7 separate regions of the Mus musculus genome follow, and all the other regions are linked to region 6. A link is a contact called in public Hi-C, HiCAR-type and promoter capture Hi-C data. All regions are on one chromosome and are shown on one strand. The core of a region is the stretch at or near the end of the contact, and the rest is flanking DNA. Distances in the headings are between cores, read along the strand shown.

What was found. Promoter capture Hi-C pulls out the DNA fragments that hold promoters and counts their contacts. Hi-C and Micro-C count contacts between places; a contact is called where the count stands out from the background. HiCAR-type assays count read pairs that join an accessible place to other places. Capture Hi-C pulls out chosen DNA fragments and counts their contacts.
Region 1: a HiCAR-type map of astrocytes shows a contact between it and region 6, with 5 times the contacts expected there. The contact joins the promoter of Klhl32 here to the promoter of Fbxl4 in region 6. A contact is called at or near these places in 2 of 39 promoter capture datasets (cranial neural crest and hippocampal neurons) and 1 of 115 datasets of contacts at active chromatin or transcription factors (astrocytes).
Region 2: a promoter capture Hi-C map of adipose tissue shows a contact between it and region 6, with 10 times the contacts expected there. The contact joins the promoter of Ndufaf4 here to the promoter of Fbxl4 in region 6. A contact is called at or near these places in 7 of 39 promoter capture datasets (the C10 cell line, cranial neural crest, frontonasal cranial neural crest and 3 more), 3 of 484 Hi-C or Micro-C datasets (CD4 T cells, CD8 T cells and Th1 cells), 1 of 115 datasets of contacts at active chromatin or transcription factors (astrocytes) and 2 of 9 other capture datasets (adipose tissue and liver).
Region 3: a HiCAR-type map of astrocytes shows a contact between it and region 6, with 11 times the contacts expected there. The contact joins the enhancer-like site here to the promoter of Fbxl4 in region 6. A contact is called at or near these places in 5 of 39 promoter capture datasets (the C10 cell line, cranial neural crest, liver and 1 more) and 1 of 115 datasets of contacts at active chromatin or transcription factors (astrocytes).
Region 4: a HiCAR-type map of astrocytes shows a contact between it and region 6, with 10 times the contacts expected there. The contact joins the promoter of Ufl1 here to the promoter of Fbxl4 in region 6. A contact is called at or near these places in 3 of 39 promoter capture datasets (hippocampal neurons, liver and pre-B cells), 2 of 484 Hi-C or Micro-C datasets (CD4 T cells and natural killer cells), 1 of 115 datasets of contacts at active chromatin or transcription factors (astrocytes) and 2 of 9 other capture datasets (adipose tissue and liver).
Region 5: a contact with region 6 is called in a Hi-C map of rod photoreceptor, with 5 times the contacts expected there. The contact joins the promoter of Wwp1 here to the promoter of Fbxl4 in region 6. A contact is called at or near these places in 1 of 39 promoter capture datasets (pre-B cells), 2 of 484 Hi-C or Micro-C datasets (CD4 T cells and rod photoreceptor) and 1 of 9 other capture datasets (adipose tissue).
Region 7: a promoter capture Hi-C map of pre-B cells shows a contact between it and region 6. The contact joins the promoter of Cpne3 here to the promoter of Fbxl4 in region 6. A contact is called at or near these places in 1 of 39 promoter capture datasets (pre-B cells) and 1 of 484 Hi-C or Micro-C datasets (rod photoreceptor).

The regions. Positions count from the first base shown.
Region 1 is chr4:24,849,664-24,852,502 of GRCm38.p6, reverse strand. Klhl32 (kelch-like 32) reads left to right here and starts at 1,379. Exons shown (of 11, transcript NM_001163020.2): 1 at 1,379-1,765. Gm31379 (a long non-coding RNA gene) reads right to left here and starts at 1,442. Exons shown (of 3, transcript XR_390445.4): 1 at 728-1,442; 2 at 468-623.
Region 2 is chr4:24,896,672-24,899,371 of GRCm38.p6, reverse strand. It overlaps Ndufaf4 (NADH:ubiquinone oxidoreductase complex assembly factor 4), which reads right to left and starts at 1,289. Exons shown (of 3, transcript NM_026742.4): 1 at 1,070-1,289; 2 at 696-799. The coding sequence starts at 1,205. Gm46848 (a long non-coding RNA gene) reads left to right here and starts at 1,250. Exons shown (of 3, transcript XR_001784261.2): 1 at 1,250-2,682.
Region 3 is chr4:24,619,211-24,621,910 of GRCm38.p6, reverse strand. The region is part of intron 10 of Klhl32 (kelch-like 32); the gene reads left to right. Among named protein-coding and RNA genes, the nearest start is that of Gm31436, 48 kb to the left of the region's middle. Within about 2 kb of position 1,395, at least 33 of the 459 cell types and tissues checked have an H3K27ac peak or open chromatin away from gene starts, as enhancers often do. A contact at or near this core is called in astrocytes, where this site is marked.
Region 4 is chr4:25,280,401-25,283,100 of GRCm38.p6, reverse strand. Ufl1 (UFM1 specific ligase 1) reads left to right here and starts at 1,280. Exons shown (of 20, transcript NM_001355512.1): 1 at 1,280-1,425; 2 at 2,333-2,478. The coding sequence starts at 1,349.
Region 5 is chr4:19,707,647-19,710,481 of GRCm38.p6, reverse strand. Wwp1 (WW domain containing E3 ubiquitin protein ligase 1) reads left to right here and starts at 1,478. Exons shown (of 25, transcript NM_177327.5): 1 at 1,478-1,643.
Region 6 is chr4:22,356,138-22,358,984 of GRCm38.p6, reverse strand. It overlaps Fbxl4 (F-box and leucine-rich repeat protein 4), which reads right to left and starts at 1,442. Exons shown (of 9, transcript NM_172988.4): 1 at 1,304-1,442.
Region 7 is chr4:19,568,730-19,571,429 of GRCm38.p6, reverse strand. It overlaps Cpne3 (copine III), which reads left to right and starts at 1,322. Exons shown (of 16, transcript NM_027769.3): 1 at 1,322-1,429.

The DNA of each region.
Region 1 (2,839 bases), core at 130-2,629, 2.5 Mb before region 6:
ACTACCCCTTTGTCAAGCCAGCATAATTTCTTAACTACGTTTAAAACTATCCTTATGCCTACAAATAAGTGTAGCTCTCACCCCTTAACATAGAAGCATCTTTTTACAGCAAATGGAGACCATCACAGGAAAACACAACTGAGCATAGATTAACAGATCAAGAGACCTCAGCTTCAATGGACATAGCACAGCACAGCTCCTCTGCAGCTCAGGGGCCACGCGCGCAGAAGCAGAGGAAAGATTGTAAGAGCCCAAATACTAGGAACTTTAGCTTTCCTGGAAATGGCTTCATAAACAAGACCTTACAAACTGACACCATCAGTAAGCATGCTAAAGCTGAAGATGCAGCGTCTTATGTCTTGACACCATTGTTAATATTTTGAGGGTCATAATGCTTTCACATTTGATCTTCCAGCATAAAATGAAGAAGCAGTTGCTTAAGAAATATTCTAGAGTCTAGCACTAACCTTCTTTGCAGTCAGGTGTAATACTTTTCTCTGCATATACTCTGGTGTCCAGGAGTGTTAGGTCAGCATCCGTTAGTCCAATATGGAAATCGTGGCATTAAAGAGCGGAGACAGGCAGATCTCAGAAGACCAAACACATCTCAAACTCTTGTGGGTCTAAAAGTGGAAAATGATTGCTGAACCATTGGTTTGAGAAAAATTAAGAAATCAAAACGGATCTAGGCCTCTCTGCTAGCTCCAGTGTATGGAAGAACACAAACCTTTCCGTTTTGTAGAATTCCTGGATATATTTTAAGTCTTGCAGTATTTTAATTCACTCGTGTCTACTAAGTATTTCTCTCCAACTTCAAGTCTACCACTCTTGACTTCACATTCGACCAAGGTTTCCAATTCAGAGGTGCAGTATTACTTATTAAAATTATTCATTTTCCATAAAAGGGAGTTTCTCAGCGTGTTTACACACTGCCCCTCAGCTATGCCAAGCCTGGTAATTCAACAATGGTGTCAGCGTTTTAGTGCTGTCTAGTGATAGTCAAATACTCCCTCTTCGCTCTGGTTCAGGACAAGTCTACCTATGCAGGCTATGGTTTCTTAAAAAGTTGCTCCACACTTATCCTCAAAGGTACATTATTAACAAGAATTCTCAGAAGGCCACAGCAGGCTATTCTGGGCTAGTGCCTCTGAATAAGTCAGCCAAGTCAGGGACAGGGGAGCGCGCTCCATGGGGAAGGTGGCACCTGCAGGCTTAGACACTTCCAGCCCTAGGAGGCCTGGGACCAGGATTTAGTGTCAGGGCCATAGTAGCAGCAGAGGCCTGCGGGAGTAGCAGGCTGTGCGCGTGACCCGCGACAAGCGGCTCGGGTGCGGGAGCGCGGAGAGGGGGACTTCCGGGGAGCGCGCGTGTCACGGGCGAACGCGGCGGGGCGGGAGCGCGCACCGGCAGGAGGGCGGAGCGGCTGTGAGGGGAGGCTGGAGACCGGCTGCTGGGAGGGTAGAGCGGGCCGGGTCGCACGCGCCACCTGCGGGGCTGGCTGGCTTTCTCTTCCTGCCGACACATCCCGGTCCCTCTCCGAAGCCCCTGGAGTTCGGGAGCGCGCGGGGTAGCGCGCACACCGACTCGCATCCACACACACGCCAGAGCGCGCGATCATCACTGCTGCAGCCCGGGCAGGGCAGACGGAGCTGCTGCAGTTTCCCCAGGGTCGAGAGGAAAGCAGAGCTGTCTTGCCTGGCAGAGAGCCTGGTGCCCGCTGGAGCCCCTGGGGTATCAAGCCCAGCAGACTGCTCCCCTCCATCGGGTAAGCCAGTCTCTCTCCTTGTGACAGGTTCGGAATTAGTGTCAGCAGACCCATGGGAGAGGGTGGGAGGCTGCGGATGAGCCAGACCCGGCGAGACCTGGAGTTGCGGTTTCAGAAGATGCAGCCTCTGCTGGCAACGTCTAGCGGGAGCAATTACTACTCTGGTTACTTATTCTACCAACCTAGAGTTGCAACCCCCTCCCCCAACCCGGTATGCACTATGCTTCCTGGTTGCCAAGGAGACGTGTTTAAACATCAGCCTTGGGACATACATTGGAAGAAGTGATTTCTTAGATCCTTTTTATTTTGACTTAAAACAAAGTAGTATGTGCATTGAGGACCTTGTGGCAACTTAGCAGTCGTTAATTTGTATTCAGACAGTGGTTTCATTCAACTTTAAGAAAGTGACTATACGTATGCGATTTTTTTTAAAGGACCCGTCAGTCAGATGAGTTTTTCAATGGATTGTGTCTTACATGGTAATTTACTACCATCTTGGTGACCTTAAAAGAAATTTAATTTAGAAGCTGCCCTTTCCTTCTGTTTCCAGTTCTAGTTTGCATTTCACTAGTATTAAATTAACTGTAAGAGCAGATGATTTTTATTGTGGCTCCCACACCGGGAAGCTTTTCTGTTGTAAATTGGCCAGAAGGGGAACAGCGCCTGTGAATTTCTAAGGCAACAGTATAGATGACATTCACTCACGACATACAGCGTTTCTGACATTTCTGTGTCCACTGCAGCCCGTTTGTGAAATTCCATCTTCCAGCCTAATTGGTTGATTAGAAGTTAAAGCTTCGTTTCTATGTTGATAGAGGTAGACATGAAGTGCTTGCCCTGGCATACTGTCCTAGAACAACGCTCACATTAGAATTTTGTTTTCTTCTGGAATACGGAAGAACCCTTTCCTAAAATGAGGCCCATGAAGGACACCATACGCCTGACCTCACAGGAGTCCCTCGTACCTGGACTGACTAGGGCTGATTTTTCTTTTCCTCTCAGATGTTTAGTGAGTGAACGTGAGGACCTCAGAAATGCAGTCATTATACTCTGTGCTAATCCCAATCCTTTCAT
Region 2 (2,700 bases), core at 40-2,539, 2.5 Mb before region 6:
CAGGCCCAGGGTTAAATGTCACTTCCTCAGAAGCAGCCTTTCATCTTCCCCAGCCCGTAATTACATTATAGTTGTACAGCTGCTCATCCACGGAATGGTCTGTGGTCCGCAACGTACCATGGGCCTCAGAGAGTAATTACTGTTTTAATCACTACACACAACACTTACACCTGACACAGGAGACATACCCATCATTCCAGCATGCTATATTAACTTACATATAATATTACATATCCTGTTGGGACACATCCTCAAAACTATGAACGTGCCCCCACTCCAAACCCCCAAACACTGAGGTTGTCATTAAGAGCATCTTAATTTACAGAATATGAAATAGCTCTCAAAGTCATACTGGTCACTCAGAAAACCACTAAAAAATGCCGTAACCCAACCCTACAACTTCTGCAATAAACAATTCACACAGGTCCATCCAATCAATCCCTTCACAGGTCTTTCGGTATACCCTAAGTATACCCTAAGTATACCCTAAGTATACCCTAAGTATCGAAGGGGGTCCAGGCCTGCCTGTGTCTAGCTGTCTGTGCTCTACACTGACTGCTCCCCTCTACACACACACACACACACACACACACACACACACACACACTTTGCACTTTCACTCGTTGCCCTCTTTTTCTTGATCACTTTCTCAGACCTCCAAAATAAACTGCCAACTTAATTAACGTATACATTACCGGCAAGGCAGGCACCGGATCTTTGGAATCGACATATACATCTCTTAGCAATGACAGCAGCTTGTTATCTTTTTTAGAAACAACTTCTTCGATTTCTGGATACTCTAAGGAAAGAAAATAAGCCATAGTATCTTTTTTTTTTTTTTTTAAGGAAAAAAATCTCTAAACTCGTAAACATGTACAATATTAAAAAAAAAAATCATCTGGACATCTTGGGGCAAACACTTGGACGAGAGTCTGCGTGCAGCCTGCGCAGACGCCGGGAGAGAGCGCGGGCTGCCTTGGGCTCCGGGATTCCTTCCAGCCGCCACCACCCGGGGCCCGCGCGGGGACGACCTCAATGTCACCGGAGGCCTGGGAGGGACTGCACTCACGACTCCGGTGCTCCTGCAGGAGGTCGCGGGTAGAAGGGTGCTTGGGTGCCATGGAGGGCTTCCTCTTGCTGATCTCTCGCTCCGCTCGCTTCTCCACGTTGAAGTTCCTTAAGGCGCGGGTCACGCGAGCCCCCATCTCTAAATCATGATGCCCTTAGTTCACTACGCACGTGTAGAAGCCACCGGCACCGGTGACCTCTGTACGCACGGAGCATGCGCACACCAGGGGCCAGGCACCGGTAAAACGCCGAGGACGCGCTCGTCGCCCCCTGGTGGCCGGGAGGACGCACCCTGGACTCCGCCCCGCCCACCCTTCCGCACAGGCGCATGCGCAGACATCTGGGCGTTGTCAGGGACGCCGGCCGGCGACTCCGGAGTCTTTAAGGATGAGCTGCTGTGATCCCACGGTTGCAAAATCCCGAGTAGCCAGTGTGGAGCGGAGATCTTCCAACCTCTTCAGAGGGCAGAGCGCAGGGTCAAGGTTCTGAATTTACCTGCCCATGCTTTTGAGAAATTGAGAATATTTGTTCTCAGCCGCAATTCCATTCTAACAGCCCTTATTTTCCTGTCCCTTGCCTGGAGCTTTCTGAGCCAATTTTGTGTTGGTTTTGTTTGTTTGTTTTAACTCTTTCACTATCTTGACATACCATTTTCCTGCCACTTTGTCCCTAGTGCTATGAGTTTTAGGCTTTCCTTCCCCTTCTCTCATAAGTAGTACTAACTTGACATACTCCTCCATTAGCGCTGAATCACCGTGCTCTTCTCAGCCCCATTTCTCAGCTCTACTGCCTCTCGAGTCTCTGTAATCTTGGCAAACCCTGGTGTAACTTAACGCTGTATTTGGAAAAAGAAAAAAAAAATCTACGGTACACATTCTATCTTCCTTTCCCCTTCTCTTCCACCCACCCTTTGTCTCTTCCTTCTTTTACGTTTCCGAAAGTATTCAATGTGATTGGCCCATAGTTTTTAAAGCCCACCAGCAAGAAAATAAGTTTTCGAATTAATATTTTTCCCAGACTGTGGTTGTGAAATCTATTAAAGATTTTAGCCTGGTTGGTTAGGTGAATAGATTAGTTGTGTCTAACCAACTTAAAGAAAAAAATTAGGGGGAGGGGTTTTCATTTTTTTAAGGACTATTACTAATTAAACTGTTTCATAATAGAGAAAACACTAGAGGGGTAAAGTTCTCACTGTTGCTTATGAAACCTGTCTCTGGAGATGGGTTATGTAGAAGCTAAAACCGTGTTCAGTGAGTTAATTTGTTAGTTATCCTGAAGGTGGCAGTCTGCTCCAAGATTTCCATCTGAGAGCTTTTTAAACAAGTTCATAACTGGGTGCCTTTTTTTTAAAACCAATTTCTCTGGACATCAAGAAATGTTCCTTGGCCTCATTAAGTCTGTTCTGTGCTTTAAGAATTATAGTAGCAATTCCACTCACTGCCTGCTAAAGTATTTTAAATTTTCATGTGATTCCACCAAACTTAGGGCTACATGAAAGTAACCTTACACAAGAGTTTCGAGTGAGTCCAGGACAGCAGATAGTACAAAATTAAAGATCTGTGAATTTCTACACGCAGGAAAGCTTGGATTTGACACTGGAAGAGACAGTGGCAGGTGAGCCTATTGTTTTAT
Region 3 (2,700 bases), core at 146-2,645, 2.3 Mb before region 6:
GTTTAGAACCACTAGTAATACATACACTCACAGGATATAGATCCTGAAAACTAAAAAGCATTCTTATTAATTTTGTGGGCCTGGGGCTGTCTGGCATGTAGCCTGACTCTAATCTGATGTGCCTGAGGTGACCAGGACACACAGGCCGCTGTGTGAGCATGCAGGTGACTCGTCTGTGTTTCCAGATTTTTCTCTGTTATTCTCCTTTCCTGTTACTTCCTTTTGGCCGGAGGATAAGCTGGCAGTCTGGCACTGCCGCTTCCCACGTGTCTCCTTCCTGCCAGTTTACTGGGGAGTGTTTAGGAGAAAATCTGCCAAAAGCGTTCTTTTTCCCTCCCAGATTAAATACATTACATCTGCTTAACATATGCAGTCACTGCTGGGCCAGGGAATCACACAGTATTCATTTGGGGGAAGGCACTAAGTCCTGGCTCTTCTGGGCTACATCCTTGGATTAAAATACTGGCTAGAGCTACCATTTACAGCCAAGTTATCTCGAGAAAGTCACTTAATTTTTCTGTTTTCTTCTCTAAAAATTGAAGGCAATACTTAACCTTGCATGGTTTTGATAGATATTGAGTGATCTTAGAGCTGGCAAGAAGGAGCAATAAAGGGAATCAGGGACTCAAGAATAGCACAGGTGTTATTCAAGAACAGGCCTGTAGAGGGGCTATAAATATAAAGCAAGACCCATAGCCAGGGACCCACTACAAGGGTGGGCTAGTGGCAGGGTTAAAAGGAGACTGAAATGCTTCCATGTTCAACTTGTGGTCAGCCATTGTGAGGGAGGTGTCTTAAAAACTGGGTGACTGGTACGTCTCTGGTTGCTAGCTATTTCTAGGGTTAGGGGTCAGAGAGTGCAAGAATCTAGACAAATTATTTTACTGCATAAATTGTTACTGTTTAATCCAAATGGTACAGCTTTCCAAAATGACACGGTTCTAGTTAACATTTCTGACTTGTTTGCACTAGCTAGGCAAAACAAAAACCAAACAAACAAAAAGCAATAGAGGCATAGCTGTTGCTCTTGTAACTTGTTCCTAGACAAGGGCCTCAGTAAGCAGGGGCTTTTGGAGCAGTCTTAGGCATCAGAAAATGTGAACTATGCTTGCTGTTGGAATGGCTTTTTGGTGGTGCCCTTGATAAAGGAGTTCAGTTTCTTGAATACAAAATAGCCTAAAAAAAAAAAAAAAAAAAAAAAAAACCAAGATGGCAGGGCCCGAAGACTACCGCAAATAGGAGCGAGCCAGCCCTGGCAGTCAGCATCCCAGGCTGGGTACCGCCCCCTAGAGTTGGAATGTCAGCAAAGTTCATTTGCTCAGGCTCAAAGGTTTTTTGGCTGCATCTCAGACTGACGGCTCCAGAGTGGTTTATACAGAAGTAGCATTCTTCCTGGAAGAAGAGAGGTTCCTCCTTTCTTGGCAAAAAATGAGGCCCAGAACATTGCCCTTTTACAGAACACTTGCAAATAAGGCCATTTGATTTAAGAAGATGGTCATTATTTTTGTGATATCACTCCTGAAGAGATGAGAACAAATGTCAACTCACCCTAGATAGGAAACTAATGACAGATCAAAGCACGGATAACACCAAAGTCAAACTTGGTGAGCCAATGAGTTTTACTGAGATTATTTACAGGGATATGGGCGAGGGATTAGTTACAGGAACAGAAATGACTCAAACAGCTGTGTTACCTCAACATGATGGATCGGGTTCTGTCATAGTGCCCCAGTTAGTATGCGACTCTTCCAGTTTGTCTGGTTTTTCTTTGTTTAGGCAATTTGGCTGCTCTCTCTGCTCCTTCCAGGATGCCTGAAGGGTCTCTTTCTTCCAGGCTGCTGGGGCTGAGTCTCTTCGAAGCAGCTTTTCTGACGATCTTCTTTGTAGCTTAGCTTGAAGAGAGACTCCCAGTAGTCTCTGCTGTTTCTATACTTTTGGGGAAGGAGAGGAGTACTGAATGGGGTCAGTTAAAGGGACTTCCTAAAGCCATTTAGAGTTGTTTCCTTCCTGTTTGAAGGAGCTGCCCTGCAGATGGAGAACTTCACCTCTTCTTAGAACAGCCCATTGTTTCCCCTCTATGTAAGCATCATTTCCTAAAATATCCTGTTGTTTCACCTCCCTTTCATATCCTATGTCTGAAGATATTTCCTTCCAAGATGGAAGGTTTTTGTTTTTTTTTTGTTTTGTTTTGTTTTGTTTTTTTGTTTTTTTGTTTTTGGTTTTTCGAGACAGGGTTTTTCTGTACAGCCCTGGCTGTCCTGGAACTCACTTTGTAGACCAGGCTGGCCTCGAACTCAGAAATCCGCCTGCCTCCAAGATGGAAGGTTTTAACCGTAGAGGAAACTGCTACACAACAGGTGGCTCTTCCTCTAGGGTAGTGGCCCTTAACTTTTGAAGTGATGCAAGCCTTAATACATCTCTTCATGTTAGGGTGACCTCCAAGCACAAAATTACTTTGTTGCTACCTCATAACTGTAAGTTTGTCATTGTTATGAACTGCAGTGTAAATATCTGATATGCAGAATATCTGATAGGTGACTCCCGCCCCCAAAGGGTTGAGACCCACAGGATCAGAACCATTAGTGTGGGTATCTTCAAGCTTTAAAAAGCTGTTGATAATAGAGACCTGAGTGATTGATGTGGGAGGGCCCAGTCCATTCTGGGCAGTGCCACTCCTGAACTAGGGAGCAAGAGAAAGCA
Region 4 (2,700 bases), core at 31-2,530, 2.9 Mb before region 6:
GTGTAATAAATCCTGTACACACTGTAGCTAAAGACATCAACTATCCACAGACTGTCTGCATGTCAACATTAACAAGGTATTTGTACAACTACAGACAGCTATCATAAAATTTTATAAAGAATGGAATGTCAGCTCTCCAAATCTATACAAGTTCGTTCTTTAAAAGAATCTCCTACCCTTTAAAAAACAGCTGCGTAGTGTTTGCTCTGTTTAAAGTTCCTCTGTAATATCATATATTGGTCAAAAATTACTACCTCCCTCCCTCCCTCCCTCCCTCCCTCCCTCCCTCCCTCCAAAGCACTTAAAATGATGGGTGGGAAGATGCTTGAAGGTTAAAGTGCTCTCTGTGCAAGCATACAGACTTGAATTCAGAGCCCAAGCTCATCTTGAAACCTGGGTATGATCATCAACCTGACTGGGAGATGAAGCCAGGAGGAAACTCAGGGGCTGGCTGGCCAGTAAACCTACTTGATGGGAGGCTGGCCTACCTTTCTGAGAGAGTCTGCTTCAAAGGATAAGATGGAATGCCAAGCTTTATCATGGAGTTCTCTAAATTTAATCAAAGCTAGGCACTTCAGAAGCCAAATGGATTTATCTACTGGACGTGTTATATGGACTAATATATTTACATAGGAAAGAAGCAAAATATTCTTTACTAAGTACAATCAGCCTTCTGATTTCCCCATTGATTAAGATTGGAAAATGGTATGTGTGAATAAACAATGGCAGCAGTTATCTTGTCTAAGAAGTACAATGCCATTGCCTTCCCTAGTTTCACTCCCAGCAACGATTATTCCTTTGTCCGAGTAAATAATAATAATAATAATAATAATAATAATAATAATAATAATAATAAGCTTTAGAACACATGAACTGAAGTCCATGGCGTTTGCTATACCCAAATAGATTCATTTTGGAAGAACAAAATTCAAACTGATGCAGTAGTGTGGAACAAGTTTCTCTAAAACTGACTTCATTCTTGGCTCAAGTAAAAGCCCCATTCACTGTTCAAAGTGGATTAGTCACGGTTTGTAAGAGTCCCACAAAAGAAGTATGTCTCGTCCGCTCAGCAAGGGCGGAAGATCATTTGATGGTTGCTGGACAGAAACAGGAACCTTGCAAAAAGGATTACTGAGTCAGCATCAGCTTGGCTTTGTAGGAGTTTAGGAAGCCGCTTCCCGCAGGCCACGCCCAGCTGAGGGCGGAGAGCTCGGCAGTCGCGTTTCTGTTCGCGAATTTCCTTGACGCAGGTCTCTTGGCCCTCTGCGCGGTCCGTCCCGGGGTGCCTGCGGCAGGCTGAAGGCTGACGTGTCTGCCGTTTCCCTGTGTCGGGGCGAGCGGAGCAGTGATGGCGGACGCCTGGGAGGAGATCCGGCGGCTGGCGGCTGACTTCCAGCGGGCGCAGTTTGCAGAGTCCACGCAAAGGTGCTGGTTCCCTGCGGTGTGGAGCCGGCTTAGGCCCGGGACGCTGCCCCGCTCCCGCACTGCCTGCCGGAACGCGGTGGGACCCCGGAGCCGGTCTGCTGCGGCGGCTGTCGGTAGAGGCGCTCGCTGCCCGGCCTAGGGCGAGCTTGCAAAGTCCCCAGTGCAGCGCGCAGCAAGTAGTCTGTCCCTCCTCCAAATCCTTTTTACGTGCAGCCACAGATCTAAGCCAGGCCCACATGCCATCTGTCATATTTTAGGGACTCCGGGACACCAACTTTTCTACACTCCAGAAATGGGGGAGTGGCCGAATTACCCCGACTCTGCGCCCGTGATTACACATCGCATATATAAGGCGAATAGACTTTGTCTCCCTGTCAACGAGTTCTTGTAGTATTTTATTTCTCTTGGACCTAAACACAGTAGTCCGTTGATGCTGTTCTATAACATTGAGAGCTACAGACATACATACACTCTCACAACAAACAAACAACAAAACCCGGGGAAAAAATTTAGTGCAAGATGGCTGTGAGTAGCTAACATTATAGTACCTATAGTTCTGCTAAGCCACATGACCTGTCTGTACACCAACTGTACCAGTAAGGCCAACATACTGTGATTTTAAAGAAAAGTTTGTTTGTTTTCAGCTGGAAAATTTGATACTTGAAGGCAGGACTAGGAGAGAACATCTGTAGAATCATAATACAGTGACGTGTGTGAATTAAATAAATAATTCAAGGGAATATAAACCTACTCTCAAGTTTTCTTTTTAAATTACTCAACCAATATCATCATACTAATAAAGGACAGATTTTGTAATGTAGAAGTTACTCAAAATTTTGCTTTCAAATACCTGGGGGGGGGGGGGGCGGCATAGCAAGTACACTCTTAAACTCCTGGCTTCGCACAGGTTGTCAGAGCGGAACTGCATTGAGATTGTGAATAAATTGATCTCTCAGAAACAGCTGGAAGTAGTCCATACACTTGACGGCAAGGAATATATCACTCCAGCCCAAATCAGTAAAGAAATGAGAGACGAGCTACATGTCCGAGGTGGTAAGTAATTCCTCAGTGTCATGCTTTTGTCTTTACCGGATGTTTGAAGAAAATACATTAAATTAAAAATAAGTACTTACGTGGAGGTTATAGGGCATTCTCCTCAATGGCTCCTTCTTTCCTCTTTGTGTTGGGTATCAGATCCAGAGCACAAACTAGGCAAATACTACCCCTGAGCTGTAACCCTTCTCTACTGATAACTTGATGATCAGCCTTCATAGG
Region 5 (2,835 bases), core at 229-2,728, 2.6 Mb after region 6:
CCTGGGAGATGGCCTATTGACATTGCCTTCAAAGGATTATCTTGCTTCTGGTAACTGAGGTGGGCAGGGCCATTCCATGGGCTATATGCAACAAAGGCATGATAAGCATGCCTCTCACTCTATTTCCTCACTTCTGGTTTATTGTGACCAGCTGCTTCAAGCTCCGGTCACTAGGTATGAGCCAGCGTAAACTCCATTTCCCTTAAGTTGTTTTGGACCAGTCATTTATCACAGCAAGAGGAATAGGTTGAAGAAAAGTAAAATTGTCATGTACATTTTTGAGAGATTTTTGTGCACCATAGGCATATGCCCCTAACTTATATGTAAAATTAGGGGCTAGTAACTAATGGACCAGAGTGGAAAAGAATGAACGTTTGTTCATTCAAGTGGTATTTACTGAGTCCTACAAATACTCATGGAGCCTTAGTGTTCTTCTTGGTAGACTACTTTTTTCTCTTCTTCAAAAGTTGCAGCAACAACGGAGTGAATCAGAAAGGTGGTTTAATGTTAACAAGATATTTAGAACAGAAATGTTACAAGGTGATTAGGCTGAGAACTTGTTACCTATGGAGTAGTGAAGTTAAAGGTGTCACAGGCAACAAGAAGCCAGGATTCGTGAACTTTTCTGACAAGAGAACTAGTCGGCTCTGGGGTGGGTTTAAATTAATTTGTGAGGTCTAGCTGAGGTGTTTGGCTAAATGTACTATTTATTCTGGAAGAACTTTTGTTCTTTCTCTGAAGTAGAATGGCGGGCCATATGGTGAGTAATGTGGTCATTACACTGCAGTGTGACCTTTCTCGCAATGTAAATTACCAACAGCTCTTTTCTAAACCAGTTGACTCATTGTGTCAAAGAGTCAAGAGACAGCTACCTTTCAGAATTACTGTGTCCATTAACTGTACGAAAAGGGATATATGCACTTGCTCAATCAGTAGTAGCTTTGTCCCTGGGCCACTGTGGTGCCAAGAGAAAGGAACAATTTCATTACCAACACAATGGTCTCGTGTGACTACCATTACTAATGGACCCTAAATCAAATATTAAAGCGAGGTCAAGGGGTTTTCCTTCGCAGCCTACTTTGGCTGCGAAAGCACGGACGTGCCTGGAGGGTCTTCCCTGAGGTTATGCAGGAAGCTCTGCAGCTGACTGAACAGACCAGGTAGCTGCTGTTCACAAGTCACCACCGGCTTCCCGGCGGCTGCCCCGCCCCCTTTCCGGCTCTGGCTCCACCTCCTCTCCCTTATTGGTTGGCGTGCCTCTCCGCCTGACCGCCTGGAAGACCCGGAGGAGCGGAGTGGCCCCTAGGCGGGCTGGGCGCGCGCTCGCTGCGCATGCTCGAGGGCAGCTGGATTCCCGGTCTGGACCAGAGGCTCAGAGCGGCCCCGGCGGGGAGGCGCGCCCGTGCGCGGCAGCGGCAGCGGAGTCGCGAGCACGCTGCGCGCTCCCGAGGAAGGGAGGTGTAGGCCGGGGTGGGTGGGGGGAGGGCCGGGTGTCGGCGCGCTTGGCGTGCGGGATCCGAGTGGCTGCGGGCGGCCTGAGCTGCCCGGCCGACGCCTGCTGCGAGATGGCGATCTTGGGCGCGGAGGGCTGAGGAGGCGCCGCCGCGGTGGCTGCGGGCCCCGGGAGCCGCAGCTTTGCGCGGGTAAGTACAGCGGGGCTCTGGAGGGCGGCCGGGCCGGAGTTCGCCGGGGTGGGGTCGCCGGGCTTGCCCCGAGCTGGCCCTGGCACCGGCCTGTGCGGGTGACACCGGAGCCCGGCGAAGTGGCTCGGTGACTGCAGTGCTCAGCCTCCTGACCGGCGGCTTGCTGGCGTCCCAGCTTCCCCGCCTCAGAACTGCTGCCCTGACTTTCACCCGGATCCCACCGGCGCGAGCCGGGACGCCAGCCTCAGAACGTCCTTTTCTGACACGTTTTTAGCATTCAGCTTTTTTTTTTTTTTCACTGACTCCGCACCTCCTCTCACCAACAATCTTAATCTCCACCTTTGGTGACCTGGTAGGTTCAAGTGACCTTGCAAAATTTTCTAATCCTCATCTCGTGATTTGGGTCCTTTTCCTTTAAATCTTCTTTTAAAATGTAGTATTGTTAGGATTTGGTACTTTGCCCGTCGCCTTTAGCCTTTACAGTCCTTAAATGATCAGTTTGTGGCTTAGGGCTGTATGGCTTTCTACTCATCGGTTTGGAGTTGTAAGTTCTTTTGCTCTAAGCGATTCCTCTTCATTATTACCAAAAAGAAGGTGTATCTATTATGCTTTTGAAATATTTTACTCGTCCACCATAAAATATTTCACAAATGTCTGTGTTTTCCCTGTTAATGTTTCATCTTTTTGTGTGCATAAAATTGAATTCCTCCCCCTAAAATGCCGCTACTTAGAGTTATGGAAAAAAATGCCAGAGTTACCTTCCCACTCCCCATTTGGTGTTTTTTTTACCCCTGATGAAATACCCTGTTCACAGTTGTCTGTAGGTTTCTGTAAGAGTTTTTGCTTATGTATAAATCCACTTAACATGTCTCACCAAGTCTGTATGTAACTGCTAGTAAAACTCTCCTTTTAAAAAAGACATTCTTTCATTTATCTAACTTCCTTGAGCCATAAAACTATGTGCTTAAGCTGACTGAAAATTACCATTTTTTAAATAACTAGTTAACATTTTAAATTCAAAGATAATGTCCAAGTGTTGGAGCTGTTGAAATTGAGATGCTTGAGAAATGTGACTTAGCTCTTTGAGACATAGATTATTAACATTTCCAAATAATTCTTCACGTAAAATGTAGAGCTGCTTTTAAGACACTGTACTTTTGAAACCCAGGGCATGGCTGATCAGGTCTCTTGC
Region 6 (2,847 bases), core at 193-2,692:
TGATATGTCAGACAAGGTTTGAATCGCCACACACTGTAAAGCTGGAGAAACAAGAGCAGCATGGCATTACCACAGGAAGTAGGTCACTGCTAGCAGTTCAGAAGGTCTCAAGAATACACGGGCGCCAAGTGTTCACCATATACCAGCACTTGACAGGAAGAAAAAGAACAGAACTCGACAAATTGGGATGAAGTCATTGGCCAGTAATAACCAAGAAGGCACAGCATTATTTATCTCACACCAAAGTTGAGTAAGACAACAAACCATGGGGCACGTGCACGGAGGGGGGTGGGGGTTAGTCACAATCCATATTATGAAAGACCCAAGAGGACTCCAAACTTAGAACAGCGAAGACGGCAAATAGTAACGCTTCCAAGCTGAGAAGACTGGGCAGTGGCTTGGTAAAGATTCGACGACCATATTTGAAAGCAAAACATCAGCTGTAAACAACACTGTAAGACAGCAGCAACAGGACCACAAACAACCAGGTCTTAGGCCCTGACCTCTCTGACTTTGAAAACAAAGACGGAATAGGGTTCAAAAGAGCCAAAACGTGGGACAGGAATTTTTCAAATTGGTACGCAAGTCTGGAAATAATGGAATTCAATGACTACTCAAGACTGTCTAATTCTTAGCGCCACTAGATGAGACTTCACTTCCACCCAAGACTTACTCCAAGACAGAGGAGTGCGAGGGACCCTGTACTCATTAATCGTGTAGGACGAGAGAGTGGGCAAGATAAGCAGTGTGCCTGCCTTAGGATCTCCTCAGAGTGTGCGCAGGAAGCAGAGGGAGCAGGTGGCTCCCAACAGAGCAGACCAGTGGGCCACAGCCAGCTAACTTCCTGACCCTTTGTGGATTACAAGTAGAACTGACTGCTGACAGCTCTGGGACTAAGAGCACTTGGGAAGCCGATGAAATGCAGAACCAACCCCATCGCCAAACATAGTTGACAAGTGGCTGGGCCCACCCCAGACGATGGAAAGAAGGCTGCAGCCTGGCATCTCCTGGCTCGAGCCTGCCTGGACAGAAACCTTCCCGCGTGAGAGGGAAGTCAGGGCTGCGCAGCCTGCAGGCCCAGCGTCCGCAGCTCGCCGTGAGCGTGCCAGGCCCAAGAGAGCCGCGACAGGAGGCGGCGGCACCCACGTCCGGTCTCCGCCAGCACAGCGGCGCAGCACCATAGGCACGCGTGGGCCCAGAGCCTCCGCCCCGCGCTCCCCAGAGTGGCGCGCGCCCGGCCCCGCCCACGCCGAGGGGGGAACGTCGAGACCTTGAAGAGGGAGGAAGGAAGAAAGCGCCGTACCCTGCAGGGTCCGGAACTGGGCGAACAGAGCTTCGCCGCAAGCCCGCAGCGTGGGCAGCAGGAGACGGCTCCCAGTATCCCGTGCTGCTGCCGCGGCGGCGGGCCCGGCCCAGCGCGACCCGGAAGGAAGACCGAGGCCGGGAGGCGGGGCGGGGCCGGAGGCGGGGCGGGGCCTGGCGAAGGGCGGGGCCAGGGTCGGGCTGGCTGCTGCCGGATTGCCCTGGTTGTTTGAGCTGATTAGCCAGGCCAGTGGTGCTTTAGAAATGGCCTGTTTGCTCGGGGACTGGCAGCGGGTTGCAGAACCTTTACGCTACTCATCCTGCCAAAGATAGCCCTCCAGAAGTAATGTAGTTCTGCTGGAGCTTCTTCGGACTTGGTGACTCAACCCAAGTATTATGCAAAAAAGCACTTCAGCACAGGAGCACTAGAAAGAGAACTTCTAGAGCAGTAAAAGTTCTCAGCAGGCACAATCCACCAATTAATATACAAATTCTTCAGCCCTCAGAAACAAACCTTCCCTGCAGGCGCATATTCACCTGACCACCTGTGATGAAGATGCTGTCACGGGTCTCCCTTAAGTCTCCATTTCTTTTCAAATGAACCTTTCTTCAGTTGTCGTTACATCTGTCTTTCCACAAGGTTTCCATTAATAAAAAAAAACTTTAAGATTTATTTTAATTTTTTATTAATCTGTGTGTGTGTGTGTGTGTGTGTGTGTGTGCTGTTCATGCGCACACATGTGTTCAGGTGCCATTGAAGGCAGAAGAGATCAGATATCCTGGAGCTGAAATTACAGGCATTTGTGAGCTGTCAGAAGTGGATTCTGGGAACCAAACAGGGTCTCTGAAAGAGCTGTCTCTCCAGCCCTATTTATGGGAAACTCAATAATATGCTGAACCACTCATGATTTCCAATTTTCTCTTGAAGAAGCAAAATAGAAAGAATACTTGTTAATTTTATGTTACTTTCTTTTCCATCGCTGTAACAAAACATCACAGCCAAAACAATGAGACTTGGGATTCCAGATGGTTAAGAATCACTTACATACCCGGAGCACTGCAGCAAGCACCAGGTATGGTGGCACAAACAACTAAGAGCTCACATCTCCAACTGCAAACAACGAAGTACAAAGAACCAACTCGAAACAGGTAAGTCTTTGATCTGTCAAAGCCAGGCCCAATGACTGACTTCCATCAGCAAAGCCATACCTCCTCCACCTCCCCAAACAGACCAACTAGGAACCACATATTGAAAGGCCCCAGCATATAAAAGTATCTCATCCAGACCACCACATGAAGTGAAACAATTATGCTATGCTGTGTAATCTACACAAAAGTGAAATTTTAATCAAAAACTTCAAACTCAATTTCCATCTTCCATTCTTAACTGTGACACTATCTGGTGAGCTAGGTTCTAAAAGGAGAGGGTTAGAACTGGGTGTGGTGGAGCATGTCTTTAATCCCAGCCATTGGGGGGCAGAGGCAGGCAGATGTCAGTGAGTTCAAGGCCAGCAGGAAGAGCATTCCATCTCTTTAACACCAAGG
Region 7 (2,700 bases), core at 73-2,572, 2.8 Mb after region 6:
CATTTGCGGGACTCTGTTCACCACGGCTGCAAACAGAAGCTGCTCTGATGAGAGCGGAGAGGTGCATTAATCTATGAGTTTAACGAAAAGCCATTAGGAGCTGACTTGATACTCTGTCCATTGAGCAGAATATTTATAGTAGATTCTCCCCTGGGTCTGTGACCTGCCTAGCTGTTGTTTTTGCCTCGATAATAGTGCCAGGTATGGATTTCATTTTGTGGAGTGGAGTGGAACTTAAATCCAATCAGAAAGTGGTGAGTTATTTCCATGATATTCCTGCCACTATTGCACAAAGGGCATGTCTTTCCAGGCTGCTCATCACTGGCGCTCTAGGGTTCACTGCTGGGTAAGACTGAGATGACCTTTCTCCTCTGGAAGCTTACATATCACATTCCATTCTTTAGTCCTTTCTATTGAGTGTCCCCCCCCCCCCCCGCCTTTTTCCCCTCACCAATGTAAGTGAAGTAACTTTTGTAATACTGTTCGTTTGTCTTTGTTGATTTTTATCCCATTTTTTTCCAGCAGATATTTTAAATTTTCATTCAATAGAAGGATGTGACTTTGAGTACCCATCACCATAGGCATTTTGAGATTAGCATAATCTGATGACTTTAGGCAAATTGAACAACTGTTTACCTACCACATTTCACAGTATTTTCTTGCACCATTCTTATGAAAAGGCACGTGGCGCTAAACACATAACAAAGCTTTTGTGACGACCAAATAAAATAAATATATATTAAATAAAATAAGCATGTAAAATTACTCTGGGAAGGTGTACGCTCTACAGAAGGATGCTTAAGAGCTGGCATTTCACACTATTTCCTTGTCCAGATCTGTTTTCTTTCTTTATTTTTTTAAGGTTTATTTGTTTTGCTTTGCATGTATGAATGTTTTGCTTGCATGTTTGTACACACACACACACACACACACACACACACACACACACACATACACACACACCTGCCTGCTGCCTTGGGGAGATCAGAAGAGAATGCCAGATCCTCTGGAATGTGCTAGATGTTTGTGAGCTACAAACCGGGAACTCTGCAAGAGCAACAAGTGCTCTTCACTTCCGAGCCCCCCCCCCCTCCCCCCCAGACCAGATCAGATATTTTACTGCCTAAAGTCAATTACGGGTTTTGTAAGAATTCTTTAAAAGGTCAGCGGGTTGAGGCGCAGCAAAGAAAACTGGGAGTGAAAATGGGTTGAAATGGGTTGGGCAGCAAGCTCCCTATCAAAAGCAAAACTTCACCTTGGTCCCGCCCACAAGCTCCGCCCTCGCCCCTCCGCTCCGGGACTCCGCCCACGAGCCCCGCCCCTCCGCGGTCCAGCCCTCAGGTTCCAGTAAAGCCCCTGCGGTCCTGCCGCCTTGCGGTGCTCCTCGCTGGCTCTCCACCCTCACTCGACTTCTGCGGCGATATAGCACGTGAGTGCGTGACTTTTCCCAGCTCCGGAGCCGTGTGTCCCAGCCCAAGCCTGCAGCCTCCCGGGAAGCGGGCCGGTCCCGGGCGGGAAGACTTAGGGCCCTCAGGCTTCCATGGCCCGTCCCTCCGGGCCCCGGGCGCTGGAAGTGCTCCGTGGGTTTCCGGTGCCCACTCTGGGGACTCCCGAGTGTCGCGTGCTGGGTCCGCGGCCCGTGGAAGTCCGGGGCTGGGGGTCAGCCTGGGGGCCGCGAGCGCCTCCTGGGCCTGCGGCTCGCGCACCTGAAGAACCCTGCCGGGGATCCGCGGGCCTCGAGTGGAAGGGCAGGGTGGGGCGAAGGGTTACAGCCCCGAAATCTCGGTCCCGCTCAGCGGGGAAAGATTGGTGAACCAGACGAACCGGTCGTGTGGGGGAACGGTGGAGGAAAGGCTGCGTGCTGAGGGAAAAGGTGCTACTGAATTCGGTGCAAAGCTGGGCCTGGGTGAAGTCCTAGCAAGCTCCTGCACCTGTGTCCAGGGCTTTGGGCTCACTGCACACGCGACGCGAAGGAAGGGCAGTGCCACTTACTTGTTTTGCAGTCAGAAACTTGAGAGCATAGTGACCGTTAGTGTTGGCGCTAATGCACTTGACTGCGATCAGCTTTTGTTTCTTTCTGTTGTGTTTGTGGCCGCCAATAATCAGAGGGTGAAGTAGGATTAAAATAACCAGTGGTTTGCAGTGACCCACAACCTCTGTGTTAAGACCATTTTTATATATAGTTAGCTCACAACAAGCATAAATGCGACTATTATCTTTTTCACTCCTCAGGAAACTGGAATTAATTTATGAAACTTGGCACCTCTGAAAGTGGTAGCATTAGGTTTCGATTGTGGTCTGTACTTTTTTTTTAATACTTTACGATTTACAAAAGTAAGTGAATCTTATTTCACAAGAAAGGCAGTGACTATCTGTCTAGTTTCAAGTATGTTCTGAGGTTTTGTTATCTGTCTAACCTTTGGGTGGGATGCCCAACCCTTTATGGTGTGTTTCTACATTTGTAAAATGGATATAGCACTGATGTGTCAGAGTGGTGAGGGCTAAATAAAATGTTTGTAGATCACTCATCGAAGTGTCTGATACATAAATAACGATAAGATAAATGATGATGGTAGTTGTAGTGACAACAGTGGATTCTCAGAATCTATCTGCTTTTCAACACTCCCCCTCACCCTGCCCCCTCTGTTTTGAGAATATTTTTTAAAAGGCGGCCCCTTTTGGCTGATGAGTTGAAAAATG